2 separate regions of the Triticum aestivum genome follow, and region 2 is linked to region 1. Evidence: chromatin contacts called from public Hi-C data. All regions are on one chromosome and are shown on one strand. The core of a region is the stretch at or near the end of the contact, and the rest is flanking DNA. Distances in the headings are between cores, read along the strand shown.

Region 1 (3,611 bases), core at 307-2,806:
TCAGAGCGATGCGGCCTCTCTGAGCCAACATTGAAGCGGCGTGCCAACCAAGAGTGCCACCCGTGTCGTTTCCCGGTGCAGACAACTCCTCCGTGCTCAAACACAACCCATCATTCCACCTCCCTACATTAGACATGCGCGATTGCCGAGGAACCTACTCATGTGCCACTCGTCTGTCTATCTGTCGCCCACCATTAACCACCCCGCCATCCGTCGACTATTTAAACTCCAGCCCCGGCCATAGCCGCATTCATCCTCCTCCGCTCACTTTCTCCTCTCCACACCACCCCCGCCATAGCCTCCTCGAGCTCCAAAGCCATTTGGGACAGCCTCTCGTCCGAGCAGAAGATGAAGATGGATGCCATTGCTGCCGACAGGTAGACGGAGGTCGGTGTTGCATACGTTCCAATGGAGAACATGGCCGACGACGAGTCGGCACCACCCTCCTATCTAGTCCATGCCGACATCACCATGCGCCAGGCCCATGCTCACTACAACGAAATGTTGTGGGCCGAGCGGCAGGCCTTTTGCTCCGGCAGGCACTGGTCGACCAAGAGTACAACCTCCGTCTCCTCGACGAGCACCAGTGCGCAGAGGAGTAGCTCGCCGCCGGCACGGCGATCACGCCGGACATGACGTTGCCGAGAAGGATGGGTTGGACGACTCCTATCGCACCGCCCGCGACATCCGCCGCGGCTGTTGCAGTACCGCCAGCATCAGGCGGAGCTAGAAGCCGTCTTCAAGGAGATTGACGAGGCGGCGGGCGAAGTCTACCGCAAGAGCGAGGACGAGGACAACGTTGCCAGCTCCACCACGACCACAAAACTGGCAGGTCCAAGGGCACCACTGGCAGCGGGGAAGATTAGAGCATGGGAGGTTGTCGGCGCTCGGGTCCCAGGAAGGCCACTGCTCTTTCGGTCCCGCTGAAGCCAAGCTTGGCGGGCTCATCATCGTCGGTCGATTAGCTGCTGGCGGGCTGCGAAGGCGGATGCGGAGATTCATTTTCCCGGGCTCATGGCCGTCCGGAGATGGGGAACGGGCATTGGCGGTCATTTTAGGCTAGGTTAGAGTCCGGTCTAATTCAAATATGTCGAAAACCATCCTGCTTTATATAAAAATTATCCAAGTATATGTGAATATCATCTGGGTTGTTTAATTGTGCATGTGTTGTATCCTTGTTCTTATTCCAACTTCTTCTATCAACAAAAGATACACAAACTTTACATATCCATAAAAAAATTATACTTATTAATTTTATTAAATTTTGGTAAAAATATAAACCAACATATGCGGATAGCTTTGGAATGCTACTTTCCGCATCGGTGTCTGGCCCATAGAGGGATGCCGTGTCCGGTTTACGGATTGGCGTTGGAGATGCCGTAGATAAACCAGAGTATCACCTCAGGTGTTTCTCCCTGGCGATGGTGCCGTAGGTGCGGACCAGCAGCGTCCGCTTCGTCAAACTTCGAAAGAGCTTCAGCTAGTTGGCCGTGTGGTGTGGGTGTGCAATGATGATAATCGTCGACGGCATCATGAAAAAGACGTGACCTACCTCCGGTGGTGGGCACGCACGCATCGCGTTCGCGCCACAGTTGCCTATAGGCTATAGCCAGCCATGCGAGTAGGGGGGTCCCGGTGGGGAGTGGGGTGGTGTGGCCCTTTCCCTATTTGTATCGGCTTCGTTTTGTTAACCAAACACGCCTTAATTCCGAAAATAAAAATAGCAGACAGGTGAAAAACAACTGTGCGTCCTCATAACCTCAAGCTCATGTAGATGCTTGCAGCATTTGTTGTTTTATTTCAGCATTGGTCTCTTTATAACAATGAGCCCCCTCTTCAATTTCCATTAAGAATACGACCTTTGATTTTTTTTTTCCGACAAAGGGTGAATTTTATTCATTCAAAATGAAGTATCAGTGGATACAAACACCATGACCACACATTCGACCTTTGCATAGTTAAAATGCACACAGTCAACACCAACACACATAAAAAAATAAACACACCGACAAATAACAAAGTCACACAAGACCAAAGCTATGTCTAAGCGATGAAAAAAATAATTCCTCAAGGGAACAAAATAACGATTAAAAAACTACATTTGCGACTATTTGGGCACCAACAATTTCTTGACATGTAAGGACAGGGAAGTTCTTCAACAACAACTTCTTCAGAAAGAGAACGGTGCTCAAGCGCCGCCGTCATTGGATCCAACCACCAAAGGTCATATTCTAAGTTTTCACTTCGAAGAACAAGGCCGAGCATATCCGAGCAATACCTTCAACAAGGTAATGACACAAAAAAATCGTCATTGACAGGTATAACTAAATCAGGTCAGGCCTAGGGGTTTTATCATTGAGTTCGAGACCGGATACTCAAGAAGCACCACCAATTCAAAGTGAATCATGTGTTGTCGCTACCATTTTTTCGCTATCCAACAGCTACATGCGATGCACTAGAAAGCTCATCGCCGCCGCTCCATAACCATACCCTCTACTTCAAGCAGTTGTTCATAAGTTGCACCTCACCACCACAAAGGAGCCTTCCGGGTGCATCCTGCAATGTAGATAGTACAAGCCACCGACGGCAACCACCGGATCTAGAGAGAGAGAGAGAGACAGAAGCTCTCACAAGATCTTTTGATGGCCACCACAATCCATAGATAGGGCGCCGCCCCGGGCCGACCGGAGTGGCCACCACACGGACCAACACCGACTATGGAGCAGACCTCCACTCACTGCCACCTTACAGGTCGAGCGCATGGTGGCAAATGAATGCCAACGTCCCACCGCGACCCTCGATGAGGACTAGTAGTTGGGGCGCACCCGTGGCGCGCCGCTTGAGGGGCATCTGGGCGGTGCTAGATAGATGAACGTCCTTTTTAGTTTCCTTTTTGGATCAGGATAGCAGCGCATGTACATGCAATTCTTGATGGAACTTATTATATTGGAACATCACCTGAGGAAGAAACTGAAATGCCACACCCACAACGATATAGCATCGCCAGGAGCATGTTGTTGTTTGGCAACATAAGATTCATTAATAGAAATTGCACGCATGTCGGCCCCGGCAGTGGTGGTAGGTCCTTGATGCCTCCCTCTAACCGTGCGGCTGACAAAGCTCCGGCAGTAGCTCGTCGTCGCGGACGGCGACGACCCTCCGGGACACGGTGTTGATGGAGGCACGAGGGAGATTTTGAGCTTGGTCTAGAGGCCCCTGATGGCAGCCCTAGTTCTCTCGATGGCAAACTGCTCCAAACCATTGGCGTCCTGGTTCCTCAGCTTCTCAGCTTCCTTGCCTGCAAATGAGTTCCACTTCATATCTTTGGCATGACTGGTTCTGAGCTTCTAATGATTATATGAATTGTGAGAGAAGCGAGTGTGCTCGATCAAACATACACTGACTTCCGGCTCACCTTTTGGCTCTGAAAGAGCTGGACTGGCTCCGACGAAGCTTTACAGACGCCGACTTGCTTGTGAAGATAGAAAACATGCTTCCGATTCTTCTTTTCTGCAAGGACTTTTCCTTAGCAAACATTTGTAACATTGGTTATATTTATTTCAGTTCTTAAAAAAGCATGGATCGAATAGGAGAAAATAGAGGAATATTAA
Region 2 (4,057 bases), core at 1,218-3,717, 260 kb after region 1:
ACTACCAAAATTTGGCATGTTTGGCAATGGTGGACAAGATCATCCATGGCTGCCCTTGCCTTTCCCGGCGCCATTGTCGTCCTTCTCGCGGAAGTACCGGTCAAAGGCGTGGTAGGGATCGAGCCGGATCTGCTCATCGCCGGAGCTGTTTGACCTGCCGTTGTCCTCCTTCTCCTTCTTGGGTGGCAGTCTGGCCATGGCACAGACCATCCAATTCTGCTCTGGAGCGAGGGCACATGGTTCCTCTGATGTCGCTTCTTTACAGCGTGGGCACGTCCTTCGAATCCATCCTTGCTAATATGTTTGGCACTTCACTGAGTGCTTGCCTGCCTTCCTCTTTGTAGTCCTCCAAATCAATACTCTTTGCGACACATCTCGAATAAACTCTTTCCTTAGAAAAATGTGAATCAAACGCAATAAACCAAACATACACCGCCGTTCAACCTAGTAAAATGTTGTTCATTGAATATGAATGTTTCGAGCGGCCCAACCATTTTCCACATTGTCAAGGCTCACCTTAGGCATGGTCGGTCCTCTCAGGTGAGAGGCACCGCGACGAAATGCAAAACAATGAACCTATGATTATACTATAATATTTTTTCCAACCTACATATGTATACTACAAAAATTCATGCACCCATTTTCCACATCGTCAAGGCTCACCAGGGCTAGCGGCGGTCCCCTTATGCAAGAGGAACCAAGGCAAAAATAACTCTACAAGTATACTACAATCTATATCTTTCACTTGTATAGTCAAAAAATCCATTTTCTATTCTTACGCCAAATACCCAGGTTTGTTGTTAAATTTCAGTGCTAAGCGTGAGGTTAAGACCTCCCATAGTGAAAATATAATGACAAGTATCATGCAACCTATCAGGCCCTCCAACCCATGCAATGCCAACTAGTCATATTGCCACTTGTCATGGTATTAAGTGAGGAAAGAGGAAGTATTGGTATCACCGCATGATGATGTATCATATTAATTCTCTACTATCAGAGGATTGATGGTTGTTGCGAACCAACATGTGGTTTGATAGTTACGAGGACAGTGATATTCCCAACCCACCAGGGTTCAAGTCTCGGACTTGACATTGGTGATCGCATTTCCCTGTATTTATTCCAGGTCTCCCGGTGATATGCGTTTAGTGGTAGGAGACGTTTTTATCGACTACCAAGGCGCCTCAATCTCAAGATGATGTGCTGAGTCAGTCTCTCGAAGGTGCTCACAGGGGTAGGATATGTGTGTGTGTGTGTTCATAAGGGCGAGTGTATAAGCGTATGCGTTCATACTGTGTTTAAAAGAAATGCTGGTCATTCTACTTTTGTCTTCCCCTCTGCCCCTCCCCATGCCCCCCTTCATGTCATGCATCAACTCAATCAAATTAAATCTAGTCTAATCAAAACCTCAGCTAAAAAAAACATGTCTTTCTGTATCCATACCCAAATCAAATCAAATCTTACCAAACCTCACATAAATCAAAACTTTTATTGTCTTTCCCTACCCATACTCCAATCAAATTTTATCAAAATCTACAAGATGGTGGGCGTAAGATTTATGTCAGCCTCGATTGGCATTGACCCAATAGAATATGCAATGTCCCGTCGCAACGCATGTGCAATTAGTTTGTAATGTATTAATATGAGTCATCTAAAATAATAAATGATGTCATCTAAGATAGTACTGTACTAACTTATGATACTATGCACTATGAAAATAATATGATGCTAGGAGGACGGAAACTTGGTGCTCTCGGGTTCTAGCGCATCCTATATGCGCCAAAAAATTTAATAATTCAAAAAAGGTTCAAAAAATTATAAATCTTTTTTGGAATCAAACATGATTACGTATTACTCGTATAAAAAGTTTGGATAAGAAATGATTCATTTTGACTTCAGCACAAAAAAGAAAAGTTTATGACGACAATATAGCCTGCACCGGTACCCAGGTTCTTCTTTGTATTTTCCCATGTTAGGATTACTAACTTACGATACTACCCACTTGGCGCATCGCAGGCGAGGTCATTGGGGGCGGATCAGATCCTAGGTCCAGATCATAGGACCACAACGTACAATTACGCCTTAAACATCGTCATAGATCGTGTGATGTGCACCCCTAATTAAGCAAATGTTCTTTTCGGGTGGATTCTTAAAATGAAACTGTACGAACCGTAACCCTAATCCCAGGTACATTGAATGGCTGTCGAATTTGTAGTCCGCCCTGCAGGGAATTGATTCACCACCCACCGCAGCGCCCAAATACTCCTACAATAGTGCGTGCACCAGGCCAGGGTGGTTCACCGCAAAAACAATAAGCGCCCGCCTGACCGCCTTTATTTTCCCGTCCAGGAAAGGGTCAGCCAATGGACGCCGGGCCGGGGATAAATCCTCTTTTTCCCCCAACGGAAATTTTTGCCGTTTGTTGCCCAGCCCAGGATCTCCATAAAACGGCAGCTCCTCCACCGACCCGAGCGCCCCGCCCCACCCCACTAGGCCACTATCAGCACACAAAATTTCCTTTCCTTTTTCCTCTTGTTGCCTTGCCCCGGTGCCTCCCCACCGGCCACTGGTGAGTGGTGACGGCGTCGCGGCAACGCCGTCAGCCAGCCAGGGACCGAAAAGGAAAGCCAAAGTGGAGGAGGAGGGGAAGGAGGGCGAGGTCGGGTGGGTGGGCGAGGAGGGAGCAGCAGCCAGCTACGGCCGAACCCTACACCGCAGCGACCTCACCGCGCTTGCCATTTTTGGTCAGTCTCCCCTTGCCGTCCTGGCCAGATCCCCTTCCTCCTCGCGTGGGTGGGCTGGGGTTTTCCACTTTTCGCCCTCTCCTCGCCGCCCCAATTGGGATAACAGTACCCACCTTTTAATTTAATCATCTCCCCCTCTCCTCCTCTTGTGTTCGTTCCGCAGGCCGGCTGATCGGAGGAGGGAGATTTTTCTGGTTTGGTTGGGTTTTCGATCGGATTTGTGGTGGGAGGAGAGGAGAGAAGAGAAGAGGAGCGAAAATGGTGCGGGGGAAGACGCAGATGAAGCGGATAGAGAACCCGACGAGCCGGCAGGTGACCTTCTCCAAGCGCCGCGGCGGCCTGCTGAAGAAGGCCTTCGAGCTCTCCGTCCTCTGCGACGCCGAGGTCGCCCTCGTCGTCTTCTCCCCCCGCGGCAGGCTCTACGAATTCGCCAGCTCCAGGTAACCCGCTCCCGCTCCCCCTCCCGATTACGCGACTAGTTAATTCGCCTTGTCTTTGTTTACTATAATTGCTGCTTGTTTCCTGGTTGGGGCCGGAATGCGCGTGGGAATCCCACTAGTTTACTCTCTCGCTGCGAGAAATCCGACGGATCTTCGCGTGCCCCCCTGCGCCAACTCCTGTAGCGGCGCAGGCGCACGCAGCTCGCCGGCCACTGCCCAATGGGGGGCGGAAGCCCCTCTGCTCCAGTAGTCTCCTCCGCCCGTGATGCGCCGTTCCCATCCATCCACTTGGCCCATGGCTCCAAGTTTCCCCACTCCTCCTGCATATCGCTGCGAGAATCTTGCCTCGGTTGCAGCGAGCGCGATTTTTATAAACTGATAAATTCCTGTTCCGTACGTCCTGCTATCGCTGCGAATTGGGCTAAACTTTAAAGTGCCTTCAGGATGGAAGGACGATTAGCACATGTAGCCCACTCAATGCCCTATTGCCTATTGGCCTAATTTTTTATCAATATGGACGTACTAACCAATAGAAGAATTTGGGATGAAAGGGAGTAGTACTACTATGGGCCAGGCTAGAATTACCGGACGCTATACATGCTTTGTCTAGACATCGGTTTTGGGGCCAACCTTAAGACTGTTTCTGTTGCTGCTAGAGCTAATTTTCTGTTCAGAAACGAAACCGGTGCATGCGATATGGTGTACTTGAACTGTATGGCGAGTACTTTTTTCTACTCATGGTCAGTTACTCAGTTTGCTGTGGAACTGGCGCACCAGCATTTATTTTTCCGTTGTTCACTCTAGTTTAAACAGTTTACAACATGGAGCAGAAGTTAAACAGAACATTTGCCCCCAAAATAAAACTAAAAATGAAAC

The links. Hi-C and Micro-C count contacts between places; a contact is called where the count stands out from the background.
Region 2: a Hi-C map of an unstated tissue shows a contact between it and region 1, with 7 times the contacts expected there. The contact joins the promoter of LOC123105942 here to the enhancer-like site in region 1. A contact is called at or near these places in 3 of 5 Hi-C or Micro-C datasets (leaf and an unstated tissue).

What each region holds. Positions count from the first base shown.
Region 1 is chr5A:680,468,340-680,471,950 of IWGSC CS RefSeq v2.1, forward strand. No RefSeq gene overlaps it. Among protein-coding and RNA genes, the nearest start is that of LOC123105941, 43 kb to the left of the region's middle. Within about 2 kb of position 1,557, at least 3 of the 8 cell types and tissues checked have an H3K27ac peak or open chromatin away from gene starts, as enhancers often do. A contact at or near this core is called in leaf, where this site is marked.
Region 2 is chr5A:680,726,944-680,731,000 of IWGSC CS RefSeq v2.1, forward strand. LOC123105942 (MADS-box transcription factor 50) reads left to right here and starts at 2,468. Exons shown (of 8, transcript XM_044528127.1): 1 at 2,468-2,741; 2 at 2,905-3,181. The coding sequence starts at 3,000.